Linked DNA regions of Triticum aestivum: region 2 is linked to region 1. Evidence: chromatin contacts called from public Hi-C data. All regions are on one chromosome and are shown on one strand. Each heading gives the region's core, a stretch centred on a gene start, on an enhancer-like site or on the middle of the called end of the contact. The rest is flanking DNA. Distances are from core to core; before and after follow the strand shown. Region 1 overlaps LOC123048854 (protein HLB1). Region 2 holds the start of LOC123048899 (DNA excision repair protein ERCC-1).

Region 1 (7,418 bases), core at 7-2,506:
CCGATCTACAACATCAACTTGCCCTTCTTGCCCGAGGTGATCCCTTTGCCCTTCCCGTCAGAGGCGACCTTTTTTCCCTTCCCGTCAGTGGCGACCTCCTTGCCCTTCCCATAAGTGGTGACCTCCTTGCCAGCCTTGTTGTTGCCTCCCATGACGAGCTTGTGAATCTCCATTGAACAGACAAATGTGAACTAGTGCTCGAATAAAAAACGCACCACACATATGATCAAGATCGTTCTAGACGACTCCGACGAGGAGGAGGTGCACCAAGCATTGGAGATGGTGGCGAGGGTTTCTCAGGCTGGCTGCTCTACAATGCCCCTCGAGATGGACGACTACAAGCTTGAGCGTAGGCTACCACGTGTGTGTCCAAACCATCGTATTGATTCGAAACCCTCAAATTTTCTACCCCATGTGTGTGAAAACCCTCGAAATTCCTACCACGTGTGTGTGAAAACCCTAACCCTTGAATCGATTCGAGGGTTTGTTCAAACCCTCAAAATTCCTACACCATGTGTGTGAAAACCGTCATCCCAAATGAAGGCTAACCTTTAATCGAAGGAGAGAGAGGTGGGGGAAGAGGAGAGTGAAGCGATGGGAGAAGGGGAGGGTGAGCGGTGGGAGGAGGGTGAGGGGAGTTATGATGCTGCTTGGGGAACCAACGCGGCTTCTATCGCGTGGGCCCATGCGTGCAGCCACCATAACCCACACGCGTCCCCTGCCCCCCTTGCGTGCATTGGGGCTGACTTGTTAGAAACGGTCGATTCGACCGTTCCTCGTGAACCGGGCCCAGGTATACTTTAATCATCGTGTCATGCAGACCTAATAACGTTTGCAGACATTCAAACAACCAGAAAATGAAAAAACCTGCATAGAGCGGCCTGATTAGACTTGGTGCGGGTAGCTAAACGCCTCCTTGAACACACCTGCAGCCGTAATCATATACGTAGGATTACCGGTCACGTCATTCCAATGCATCGCGTGGCTCGTCACGCCGCCTGTCCGTATCGGATCGACGACCGAACTATCTAACCAGTAACACCCATCGGCGGGGGAGATTCATAGGTCAAAATCAACATCATCTACGAGCTATCTACCTAGCTGTTGCACTGGATTTTTCTCGCACGCATCATGCCGCCGTGGAATATTATCGGAAGATCTGGCGATCTCGTTTTCAAAAGCTGATCGGCCCGTCGGAAAGCTATGGCTGGCGCCGTCCGCCCCCCAGCCTGGGCTCCACCGTAGCATATGCATGCGCGCCCTCGTGCTCCGCCGTCGTACGTACGTACAGCGACCGGCCCGCGTGTACGTACGTACGTACGTCTTCGTCGAGCGCCCATAATTTGACCGTGTGTTTCCGTCGACGTTTTGGGCTGGCTGGCCCGCTGGTTGATGCCTTGATGGGTACTGCAGGACGGAGGCTCGGATGCTCTGATGGGGTCGTGCCGTCATGGCGATGTGTGTAATCTCGGACTCTCGGTAACGATCGGTGAGCTCGTGAATGATGATGATGATGATGGAGAGGTTAGCATGACTGCGGCTGGTAGATGATTGATGGCGGTGACGATGGGCATGAAAGTGACAACAAATGTGTTCATGACATAGCCGATGTTGAAAGCGCCCACATTGACGTGCATTGTTGCATTTGCGTTTGCGGGATGGTTTTAGTTTATACTAGTCGACTTTGCCTCGCAACATACGCGTTGACGCATAAGGTGTTTTTTTTTATAACGAATGATTGTTATTAGAAGTAATAAAATACCCCCTCCGTTCCAAAATATAAGAACGTTTTTAACACTAGCATAGTATAAAAAAACGTTCTTATATTCTGTGATAGAGGGAGTAAATAACATGGTAAAAGGCTCTCAGCGAAGTGATTTTTTTTTTGCGAGGGCTCAGCGAAGTGATTAAATGCAAAACCGCAAAAGGCTCTCGTTCTCGCTTTTCTTGGTGCAGGCAAAAACCTTCAAGGAACATTTGAAAAAGAAAATAATAATCTCAAGGAACATTTGGAAGAAAGATAATGGCCCATGCCATACTTAGCTAATTAGGGTTCCGGGGCCACGAGGCACATCACGGTGATGCTCTATCTACACACTAAACATGCTCAAAGGCCATCAGTTCTTAATTTTCACATAAAATAATAATGTTTTAAATATATGAAATATTAGTTGTGATATGCATGAACCTTTTTTGCAGCATATGGACATTTTTTCACATACAAGACAATTTATTAAATAAAATACATGAGCATTCTTTTGTGATGCATACATTGCTTTTAAATTTATTTTTTTGATATATGTGAACAGTTTTTGCAACATGTCAACATTTTTTCGCATACAATAACAGTGTAACAAAAAATAAATAACATTTCTAAGATACAGGAACATTTCTTTTAGAATAACATTTCTTATGATATGCATGAACGTTTTCTTTAAAATGCATGAACTTCTTTGGGCTGGCTTTGGTGCGGCCCATTAACATGTTTCCGTTTGTCCTTGTTTTTTCCTCAAATGAAAGAATAACTGTTATTGTATAACACGTTATTACATCCAATATATAGTATATTGGACGTAATAATGTCTTGTATTATGAGACAAAAGGAGTAGTTTTCACATTTTGGATGCCAGGCCAGGCCAGGAAGTCATGGACCAAAGAGACTACTCATAAATAAATAAAAAGAACCAAAGAGACTAAGAGAAGCAACGCTCCTTCTCTTTGTTCTTTTCCAATCCAACAAACAATCGAGATTCCAAGACCACTACCGCCTCCGGAACGAGCCGTTGACAAGCCGCTATCGCCGCTTCTCTACTCGAGTCGGCTTGACCTTGTCGATGACATCTTGGAAGTTTTCGTGCATGTGCCCCTAAGGACCAGCGCACTGGAGACGCAATAGTCGTTGTTGAACTTTTGAACAGATCTAAAGCACTTGACACCAAATCTTGCCACATGACGAGAAACCCTTTGTACTTGTGATGAAATTTGATAATAGATATGGATCATTTTCATAAAAAATGTTCAACAAACAATCGCACACGTCATCTCCAAGAGAAGATTGGCAGCATACTGTTGTACATGTCTTTATCTAAAATGGATATAACAAGTACAAAAGAACAATGCACCTTTAGTTATGTTTCGATGAAAAAACAAACCCTTGAATAAGTGCTAGGTTCAAACAGAAGCTAAATTTTGGGGCCTTTGGCGAACTGAAAATCGGAGGATAGAGTTTCAAATTTAATTGAATCCGATGTGTTGGATTTTCTTTGGATGGTTCTATGTACCAAGTGCGGTGATTATATCTTGCTTCAAGTGAGACGAAAGGATCTCTCGCGTCAAGCGTGTACATTAACGGGCCAGCTCACTCACGCGGGAGATCGATCCTAGGATCTTCAGGTTGCTTCGTAGCACCGTTAGCCACTGAGCCAACATAAAGTTCATGCTAAATAAGCAGGGCTCGACCCACAAGAAGGAAAAGAGTCAGTTTTCTTCCTTTTTTTTTCCTTTGGTTTCCTTATTTCTTCTCCTTTTTTTTCTTTCGTTTTCCTTTTGGTTTTTCTTTTGGGTTTTCATTGGTTTAACATTTTTTTAATACATGGTCAACATTTTTTATACACATTTTAACAATTTTCAAATCCTTGATTAACATTTCAAATACAAGATTAACATTTTTTGAATACATGATCAACATTTTTCCTCTATGCACTTTTATACTTTTTAAAATGCTTGATACAAGATTAAATTTTTTTTAATATATGCTCAATTTTTTTTATACATATTTATCATTTTTCAAATACTTGGACAACAATTTTTCAAATGCTTGATTAACATTTTTATATAAATGATCAAATTGTCCCAGTATTTTGTTAATACATGGTCAACATTTTTTTCTATACAGATGCAACATTTTTCAAATGCTTGATTAATATTTTTAAATACTTGTTCAACATTTTTCTCAAATGCTTTATTAACATTTTTATATATATGATCAAATTTTTCATCATTTTTAATACATTGTCAACATTTTTTCTATATACATTTAACATTTTCCAAATGCTTGATTAACATTTTCTAAATACTTGCTCAACTTTTTTTTCAAATTCTTGATTAACATTTTTTAATACATGATCAAATTGTTTCATACACATTGTATTTTTTTGTATACGTGATAAACATTTTCTGTATACACATTTAACATTTTTCAAATGCTTTGGTCATCATTTTCAAATGTTTATCACTGATTTTTTAATATATTTATTTAGAATATTTGGAAGTATAAACGAAAGTAAAAAAAGAACCAAAAAGGGGAAAACGTGAAAAATAAAAATAAAAATTGAGGCTGTGTCTCCCGCGTGCCTGGGCCGGCGCAACTCGCGCAGCGACGGTTCCCTCTGTCTCGCGTGAAGCATAGGGGTGCCCTGTACCAAGTGCCAACCCCCAGGTCTCTCCTCCAGCGCGAGGCCTACGTACTTGTACATGGGCTAGCTATTGACCACATGCATTTTCATCTTTTAATGTCATTCTCTTTCCAACAATATGCCGAGGGCCAAGGCATAATAAGGTGACAAAGCCACGGTGTGTTCAGTGATCTTCTCAGCTATTAGGGTGAGGGGCTCATGCGGCTGTGCATATCCTTTGAGATTAATCCAACATATGGAGATTTGTTTTTTCAAAAATTTGTTTCTCTACTAGAGTCATGGTGGCACATCAAGATACAAAATGTGAAGCTTGGAAACATGGGTGTCAATTTATGCCCATGGATATTGAAGTGAGTGTGAATAGAAGGTTTCTGTGGGTATGGGTTTGGGCAAAAGGGGGTTGTACCCACCCATACGCTACAGATTGTCATCCCTACTTGAAAAGACGGTTTTTGACAATTAAGTGTAGACTTTACTTTATCTTTCCTCGAAAAAAGAAGACAACTTTACTTTTATCTTAATGCATCTGTTATAATGGCACAACATATCTTACCAAGAGGAAGAAATGAGTTACCGATCAGCATCTCTACTTCACATAAGCCATGAGATAAATCAACACAGGTAAATCCACAAGAGAGAATGAATTGACAATGAGCCTACACAATTTCTGAGCCTCTATTCATTGTGCAGTTTTTCTGTATGATATATTAGCCAGTAATAATACCAGCAAGAACGTCACTTTTCCCTCTTGCAAATATAGTGTAGACTAGGCATAAAGCATCTAGCCAACTGTCAAGAGCCTCCCAGCTATCAGCAACCTGTCACAGATTCCATTTGTAAATGTTGTAAAACATATAGTATTATCTGTACTCCAATAGAACAAACGAATAAAAGCAACTGGCAGATACATACCAAGAACCTAGGTCCATGAACAGTATCTACACAAAGACCAGCACCAGGTGGCAATGTTAGATCAGCGGATGCTGACACAGAAACAATATCCTCAACAGCTATTCGGGTAGGCTTTCTTCCACTGTCCGTTGATTGTGATGGAGGCTGGCCAGAGGCATCGGCCTACAATTTACAAGAAAACCATAAGATTCAGAAAGGCAAGGTCACAAAAAAAAGCAGAAACAGAAATCAGTAACTCCAACTTTGCACTGGAATAATTGTCCAAAATAACAAGGGATGAACCTTCTGGAGTCCCTCATGGTTCAGAACAAACTGTGACCTCTCCCAATCAGTGTGTGGTGCAATGGCATTGTTGGCTGGAGGAGCGGTCAAATATCCCACTTTGAGGTATGGCAAAGGCAACTGCATCGTTTAATATGACAACAAGACCAAAGTTATTCTTCCATAATCAATGACAAGATACGATGCCAATGCCATCTAGAGGGCAGAAATGTGTCAAAATTGACAGCCGACAAAGCAATATTCAAGAAACCAATTTAACCAGGTTCAAAGCCCTATCCCCTATCCCCTAGGCTACTAGCTTTCTCATGAATAGAGCTTCGCAAAAGCAGTTCAAGTAAATTGTAAACAACATAACTTGGAAAGAAAATACACATATCACAGCCACATCAACTTCTTAGCTATTACGTATAGGTAACAATAGACCGATAAAAATGAGTATCTGGAAATATGTACAACTGAATCTTACCATCAAGCGGACTAGTCGCAAAGCACTGCGATAGACCTGCATTAGATGAAATAACGCTACATGAATCCTCAGCTTTTTACACATAAGAAACATAACAGGCAGTTAACAGAAAAATTAACAATTACCGAGTAATTTGGTTTCAATGCATGAGCAGCTGCAACATAGATAGCAGACTGACTGTAAAGCTCATTAGGGGATACGTCTGGCCTCCCAGATCTCATGGTATCCTCAGCTAAACCGTACTGCAACATTAAGAAGGGCACAGAAAATGTATTCAAACTGAAGAGCTCATGTCGATACACTAAAAGTGTGTCAATATGCACAAGAACCATAGTTATCGAGTGAGTTACTATGGAAGACAGGAAACGTACCAAGACAGTTCCAAGGTTGTATATAGCCCGATGGAAATCAAATTGCAATTGGATAGCAACACGAAACTGATGAGACAGCGGGAGTGGGTGTCAGTAATTTATCACAGATATATCTTTTAGTGAACAAATCATCGTAAATCATTCCCAGACCAAGTAATAACAATATGCATATACCTTACTTATAGCTGTTTTTATGATGGTTTGTTTCTCCCGAGCAGGAACAATGGCGCTCAGTTCCTGCATTGTAAATTCATATTCTTACAAATGAAATGATAATGCTGAAAAAAGGCTTTCACCCCGTTTTATATATAAAGCCACAACCGATACAGATGACGCACACAAACGCACACCAACCCTTCTAGGGATACCAGCTATGCAAGAGAAGCTCAAACAGCAAAATAGGTAGGAACAGCAAAATAGAGAAGCTCAAATGAAAGGATAATGAGCGAATAGGTAGGAACATTCCAGTCCCAAAAAGCAAAGATAACAACACCGTTACAAGATAAGTACCTGTAGTCCAAGGCCCCAATTATTTAGAGCCTGCAATTAGAGAAGCAAACAAGTTAGGGTAGAAGCAGCACTAATATGATAAGTGAATACTTAAAAAAAATCAAAATTAAGAAACTGAAAATCATAGTGATTTCATAATGTTTCATCTCATAGCTTTGCTCCAAAATGCATAATGGAGACAAATAAATACAAAATAATAAGACTGACTTAAGGTAACAAAAGATATTCTGAACACGCATCAAAATGCATGCCGTTGTTATTAATAGAAAATCAAAGCAAAAGTGCAAAACCAAAACAAGACTAGGAGAAGACATACTCTAATCTACAAAAAGAGAGACGGGCGTCACTCATAAGGCTCTAATCATGGGTCAAGAGGCCTAGCGTGTAAAGGTAGCCCCCAAAGGGCTTTTGGTCCTGCTGCCTTCCACAACCGACCTCAGCCAGAATCCCATGGACCAGCAC
Region 2 (7,418 bases), core at 1,250-3,749, 710 kb before region 1:
CCTCCCCCTCCCACCTATATATACGTGGGGAGGGGGCACCTAGAACACACAACAACATCTGTTAGCCATGTGCGGCGCCCCCCTCCACAGATTACACCCTCGGTCATATTCTCGCGGTGCTTAGGCGAAGCCCTGCGCGGATTACTTCACCATCACCGTCACCATGCCGTCATGCCGACGAAACTCATCTACTTCCTCGACACTTTGCTGGATCAAGAGTTCGAGGGACGTCATCGAGCTGAACATGTGCAGAACTCAGAGGTGTTGTACGTTCGATACTTGATCAGTCGGAACGAGAAGAAGTTCAGACTACATCAACCGCGTTGTCAAACGCTCCCGCTTTCGATCTATGAGGGTACGTATACACACTCCCCCCTCTCGTTACTATGCATCTCATAAATAGATATTGCGTGAGCGTAGGAAATTTTTTAAAATTGCATGCTATGTTTCCCAACAACAATGTGGAGAAGGATGGTCGCAAGGTGGGCATCCCTTGATTCGACGGCTCGTGACCCGATTGATCTTTGCCAAAGATCAGCCATCCGACATGTAGTGTGGTTGTTATTAAAATGTAAACAATTAGCTATTTTCGGTCGTGTGGATGTCACACATCCATACATTCCTATCACTGGGAAAAGGAACAAAGGAATCTCTAAAGATGATATGCTCTCCAGAAATTGAGGGCTTTGGTGCATCGTTGGTAGATTGGATGTGTGGGTCGCGGTTGTAAAAGGGCGTTCGCTTTTTCAACCGCTTGGATCCAGCTATTGGATGCGTGTAGATTTTCTTATGTCATGTGTCACATATACAACCACATATGTGACACACATGTGTTGCTGATTGACGATGGATCCTATGTCCTATATATACCTAAATAGTTGTCCTTGTTATCTCTTTTATCTTAACATGTACACATGTCGCTTCATTAAAGACCCATCACAACATGCATGAGATTATTATTTTCATTATTAGTTGATCTCCATTACTTTTATCTATCTTAACATGCACATTCTTGAAATATATTGCCCGTCTTTTTTTTTTGAGCATCAGTACAGACTCAAGCGCTCATATACACGCGCATACACTCACCCCTATGAACGCATACACACATATCCTACCCCTATGAGCACCTCCGAGAGACTGAGCCGGCGTATCATCTTGAGATTTACGAAGTCACCGTAGGCGTCTCGTCGTCGACGGGAACGTCTCCTCCCACTGAAAGTGCATCGCCAAAAATCCTGAAATAAATCCAGGAATAATGCGAGCACCAGGATTTGAACCCTGGTGGATTGGGGATACCACTGTCCACCTAACCAACTCAACCACAGGTTGATTCGCAATATATATTGCCCGTCTTCCTTCATCAGTTTAGACTTTTGGAGCAACTGACTGGAGCATGAATTCAATATGGTATCCGAGCCAAGAGGTCTTGAGTTCAAGACCCTGCCAACACAGTATTAAATAAAACAATTCTGCGACCCGCATCGATCCCACGTCTAAAGATTAAAATAGTCTAGACGTGAGGGGGAGTGTTGAAATAATTGCCCGCCTCCCCATCAGTTCGGACTTTTCGAGCAACTGGCTGGAGCATGAATTCAATACACATATCCCACCTTATCACACATGCCACCTCATTAAGGGCCCACTCATCATGCATGTGAATTTTTTCTATGTATTATGACATCACTTATATTCAACAAATATTTTTCAACTATAATTTGGATCGAAGGGAGTATATATTTTTAGTTTTAGTTCATGTGTTATTAATGCAATTATTCATGTTTCATACGATCAAATCATATTGAAATATATTGCAACTAATTCCCACAACAAAGCGCGTGGTATCATATAGTATCACATACTACCTCCGTCTCGTTGAATAAGTCATTCACGTAGTTCTAGGTCGACGATTTAACTATCTAAATATGTAGAAACTACATCCGTGTAAAAATCTAGTGATATATTTTTCATGACATATAACACATATTTAATTACTCAAATCGGTGACCTAGAACTAGCCAAATGACTTATTCATCTAGACGGAGGTAGTATGTAGGATTAGGAACACAACGGTCACCATCGCCCACCACTCCAAAAAAAAAATCATGTCCAATCTAAAAACAAGGACCAAGCCAGCGACACCAACGACCTGCAAAAATAAATGACACAACACACACACATCATTCAACAAACATCGACAATAAAACAGCTAAAAAAAGTACACAACCGACGCAACAATATTTTTTTAATAGTCGCAGCAAAGTTTTTCTTTTGAGGTCTTGTTTTTTTTTTTTTTGAGATCAGGCGCAGCGAAGTGCGCGTCAACTTCTAGTCCAAATTGGCCTCTTAGGCTCATGGGCTATCATCATCATTTAAAAGCATCCAATATTTTGTTAGTCCATGACCGGCCCGTAGCGGGAGTCTTAACAGATCGAACCGTCGCAAGGAGCCCACAATAGCCTGATAGTCCCACGCTGCAGCGAGGCAGTCGGTGGACGGACCTGCGGGTCGTCCCCTCCCTTGAGCCCCCCCGCGCGCCATGGACGGAGAGCAAGGTCGGCAGCGGCCTGACTCCGGCAAGAACCTCATAAAGATCCCGTCCTACCAAGAGGTCTTCGGTAACGGAGCCGCTGCCTCCTCCTCCTCCTCGACGCCCCCCTCCTACAACCCTCCTCTCCCCAGCGCCGCCGCTGCCGCCGCCGGCTCTTTGTCGTCGTCGTCGTTCTCCGAGGCCTTCTCCTTCCTCAAATCCTCCGAGTTCTACTCCCCTCCCCCGCCGCCTCCACAGCCATCCACCGCCCCTAGGTACCATCTCCCTCGCCCTCTCCTCGGATTCTCTCAGTGAGGCCTCACCCCTCTAGGTTCGGTTTCTTTGAACAGGCCGCCTTTGGCTGGCGCCACCACTACGCCGTCGCAGAGCAAGAACGCCATTCTAGTGAGCAATAGGCAGGTAATGGAGTGTGGTGATGATTTAGTACTTTTCTTCTTATAATCAATCTTCTCCCCTTTCTTTTGTGTTAAATTTGGAGTCTTTGTTCGTTTCTCACTTGGCAGAAAGGGAACCCATTACTGAAGCACATCAGGAATGCGAGGTGGACGTTCGCTGACATCGTTCCGGACTACGTGATTGGGCAATCATCATGCGCACTATACATAAGGTTCTTGCTCTATCATTCTATTTGTTGGTTCCTTTGTCTCGACTCGTTTTGTATTAGAAGAACAATGCCAAGAAGGCACAAAGTAGAACACAAACAAAGACAAGGATAAATAAACAAACAGAAAGAAGGATGGCAGGGAATCGAAGTAAGCCTAAACTAGGCTATTCCACCAAAAACAGAGAGGTGGCGAGGGACACCCTCTATTTTGTTTGCTGGTTTCACTGCATCTGCATGTATTGTTACCATTGGGGGCCAATACTAGAACCAGAGATACGCGAAAGTACTGTGCATCTAACAGATACATTTCGCTAGGGGCGTTCGAAAACAGGGTTTACTGCCTGCTTCCCTTTTTCATGGGTTCATGTGGAACCGTTATTTGAACACCCTAGCATTTCATATAGTGCACTGCACTACCAATCTGTTAGACAACAAGTTTGGAGCAGTAGTACTGCAATCTTAGTGATCTGCGTCACCTGTTGCTAGTAAAGGTTTTGTGCCCCGGTGTGTGCCGTGAGGTAGTGGCATGATTCTTACCATGTAACTTTGGTCAATGCAGTCTCAGGTACCATCTTCTTCACCCAGACTACTTGTACTATCGGATAAGGGAGCTCCAAAAGAATTTCAAACTCCGTGTCATCTTGTGCCATATTGATATTGTGAGTTTGAATCATCTGACCAACATATTTTGCTTTAATTGGGAAATGAAGTTTGAGACATCTCAAAAAGGTTATTTATTAATCCATGTTCATATACTTCATGATCAGGAAGATGTAGTAAAGCCTTTACATGAAGTCACAAGGACATCACTGCTGCATGACTGCACCCTTCTGTGTGGTTGGAGGTATTATTCAGAACATTCTTATATGCTGGGATTATGCAATACCATGTTTAATTATGTTCCCTTTGTTTTAATTCTGTACTGTTGCATTGGTTCTTTATAAATGTAATTGCAAATTTGCAATTATAAGATCTTGTTTAGGTTCCTTTGCTCTGAAATAAAACTGTGACCGTGCACTGCTTAGTGATCTCATTATCTAATACTTGTTGAGCATTTTGCATACGAAAATTAAATTCAAGAGTGGAATAGTGGATGTAAGTACATGTTAAAGAAATGCTAATAGCTCTCCAACATGCTAACTGGAAAATTTTAGTAACAACATGATGATGTACTGATTTGGTTGCAAAGGCTTACTAAGATGCTCTTTGACCAAGCTGTTCTCTCTTGTAGTCTGGAGGAATGTGGCAGGTACTTGGAGACTATTAAAGTGTTTGAAAACAAGCCAGCTGACAGCATTCGCGAGCACACAGATAATGATTATTTATCTCGGGTATGCACCCTTACAGTTACAACATGGTTTGATCTATCTATCTCATTAACTGGACTGGGACGGATTAGTAAGTATGTTGAGTAATTAAGATTTGCGGAAAAGAAATCCCGCAACTTCAGCAATACTCAGTATTGCTTTTTCATTTATCAAGTTCCAAGCATTGCAAGTGGTTTCAATACAGAAGTTATATCGTCCTTTTGGGCTGCTGTAACAACGATAATTATTTGGTGGTTTCAATACTCAATTATATTGCCCTGTTCAGAGTGTCCATTGTGTTAACAATGATCATTATTTGGTGTGTTACTCATTTATGCTGTGGTTCTGGTTTTGGCAGTTCACTCATGCTCTTACATCGATCCGGCGTGTTAACAAAACAGATGTTATCACACTTGGTTCGTCTTTTGGGGTAAGATGGAATAAGAACTGGAACTATTACATTGTCTTCCATAATCTATTGGATATTGTTGTGTGCAGCTTTATTACTGTAAAAATGGTAGCATTTCACCCGGCAAGATCACCCATCAAACAAAAACAATTCACAGTATAATTACACGCATCGGGTCTTGTATTTGCAGTCACTTTCCCGAATCATGGATGCTTCTATGGAAGAACTAGCTCGTTGTCCAGGAATTGGCGAGCGGAAGGTACCACTTTAAACCTCCAATTTTATTTGTCATGGTTCATGTTGTTACCAACATTTTTTTTCCCGATCATCCCATAGATATAATAAGCTACAACCATGTGTCGTGTCTGCATTGCTTTGCTTTTCCGCTTACTAACATGAAAGGCCATGTTTCGCTAGGCTAACATGTAGAGTTTGTCGAATGTAGGTAAAGCGACTTCATGATACTTTTCATGAGCCATTTAAACGAGTTACGCCCCGCCCAAACCTCGTAGTACCTGATACTCCCGACAGAGAGAAAGTGTCTGGTCAGCCTTCATCGACCAACGATGGCACGCCGGAAAAGCCAGGCACTTCCAAGAACAAGAAAGGCCCTGATGTCAAATCGGCCCTTACTGCTGCATTTGCAAAGTACTCAGAAAAGATCCGCAGTCAGGGCCGCGAGGCGGCCCATGAGGCTGGTGAAGGTCCTAGCAGCTCAACCATGGAAGGTGACAAGACAAAACAATTAGATTAGCAGTAGGAAGGAGTAGGAAGTGGCACGTGCAGGTGTACTGCTGTTGTTGTAGCTGCAAAATTTGCTTCCTCTGTTTATTGCTCCTAAACAAGGGTGAATTTTGCATTGTACTGATTGTTGTTGTAGTGTAGGCCTTCCCTTTTCTCAGCAAGGGTTGGATTTTGCATTGTTATGCTGGCCTCCTCTTTCCTGTCAACACAATTTAGCCGATCTTCTCTTTTTTTCTGCCTTGGAGAACTCTCAGAGCCATCCAAAAGTACACCGGAAAATGTAATCTGTATTTTGTGATAAACATTGCCCATGCTTCGTTGTTCTTGTTCAGCAACTGAAGCAGACTGCTCGATTAACTTTCGTGTTTAGGCTTTGCAGACGTGTTTAAGCTTAATGCTGCGTACTTTTCACACTACTCGGTACTTCTTGCTGCCCAAAAATAGAACTCAAACTCTACTGGGCAAGTTCTGACATTGATACATTCAGAACTGGGAGCACAAGTTCAGCAAAGCTCTTAACATAAACGGGCTCTACTGCCATTCTTGGTTGTTTATTATTATCATTCAATGTAGAGCAATATCGCCAATCCATTCATTTCCTAGTTCCTCCGCTGCAGTCTGCAACGGAGGGCTGCAAGCTGTACTCCAGGCAGGGATCAAATGATAATGCTTCAGCGACAAAATTATACTCCCTCCTCCCTAAATATTTGTCTTTCTAGACATTTCAAATGACTACTACATACGGATGTATGTAGACATATTTTAGAGTGTAGATTCATTCACTTTGCTCCGTATGTAGTCACTTGTTGAAATGCCTAGAAAGACAAGTATTTAGGAACGGAGGGAGTACAAGCCACTGCTGGATAAAGTACAACTTATTTATTTTGCATTCTTCTGCAAGCTGTTCGAACCAACGGGCACCCTACACAATCTACGGGATAATCACAAATGTTTGAATGATAGGTGTGGCCATAGCAGGGGAATGCACAGGACCGCAGTCTATGACCCACCAAAACCTATTGAATAAATTAAACCGAAAAAGAAGCTAAATAAAAACTAATATACACACTGATGGCAACAGGCCAAGGAGCATGTCCCCATTTTTTCCTTCTGACGGCGCTTATTCGGATATACATATATATATATAGCTTCCGCGAGTACTGCTTCTCTAATGAAACTCAGATGATGCGAAAGCTAAGTGCGGGTACCCATATCAGCTGAACGTTTCACCTTGCTATGTTTCTTCATTGTCCTCGTCCCTAATGTCTTCTATTTCTTCTCGGCAGTATAATGCATTAAGTTCTTGCTGCAACTGAAAACGATTCCCGAAAAGGCATCGTGAATAAAGATTCATTCATCCATGAACAAATGGCAGCTTAAGAAATGTATTGCGACAAACTAAAACAAATGTTGGTACCAACCTGAACATGTTTTTGCTTGGCTGAAATCAGTTCGTCAGTCAAAGTAATCATTCTGCAGGAAAAAAAGGAAAGTTCATGAATTTGATACAATGTATACATATGTTCGAAAATAAAGATTATATAGCATCTAATAGGAATATTAAAAGTTGATTCTATCTGATGACCGACAAATCAGCATCTACGGGACTAAACATGATGTCACCATAATAACTAATGACAATTTATCTGCCACATAAACATGTAAATATGCTAGAACCGTTACAGTAATGTGTTTGTTGGAATTGTTTGTGAGATCATTCCCAAGGCAGTGGGCCTACCTAGACTGCAGCTCTGAAATTTTAACAAGTAATGACCGTTCTTTCTCAGTATTAGATGTTTCAAC

What was found. Hi-C and Micro-C count contacts between places; a contact is called where the count stands out from the background.
Region 2: a Hi-C map of leaf shows a contact between it and region 1, with 5 times the contacts expected there. The contact joins the promoter of LOC123048899 here to the enhancer-like site in region 1. A contact is called at or near these places in 2 of 5 Hi-C or Micro-C datasets (both in leaf).

Annotation. Positions count from the first base shown.
Region 1 is chr1A:329,120,144-329,127,561 of IWGSC CS RefSeq v2.1, reverse strand. It overlaps LOC123048854 (protein HLB1), which reads right to left. Exons shown (of 14, transcript XM_044471881.1): 7 at 6,957-6,986; 8 at 6,621-6,683; 9 at 6,447-6,512; 10 at 6,201-6,317; 11 at 6,076-6,111; 12 at 5,610-5,729; 13 at 5,328-5,489; 14 at 4,982-5,233. The coding sequence ends at 5,123. Among protein-coding and RNA genes, the nearest start is that of LOC123048854, 7.5 kb to the right of the region's middle. Within about 2 kb of position 1,256, at least 1 of the 8 cell types and tissues checked has an H3K27ac peak or open chromatin away from gene starts, as enhancers often do. A contact at or near this core is called in leaf, where this site is marked.
Region 2 is chr1A:329,836,151-329,843,568 of IWGSC CS RefSeq v2.1, reverse strand. LOC123048899 (DNA excision repair protein ERCC-1) reads left to right here and starts at 2,499. Exons shown (of 9, transcript XM_044471921.1): 1 at 2,499-2,805; 2 at 2,881-2,950; 3 at 3,055-3,158; 4 at 3,715-3,814; 5 at 3,923-3,999; 6 at 4,387-4,486; 7 at 4,821-4,892; 8 at 5,062-5,130; 9 at 5,317-5,972. The coding sequence starts at 2,540. The coding sequence ends at 5,625. It overlaps LOC542939 (STE20/SPS1-related proline-alanine-rich protein kinase), which reads right to left. Exons shown (of 22, transcript XM_044471910.1): 20 at 7,354-7,418; 21 at 7,037-7,088; 22 at 6,480-6,927. The coding sequence ends at 6,850.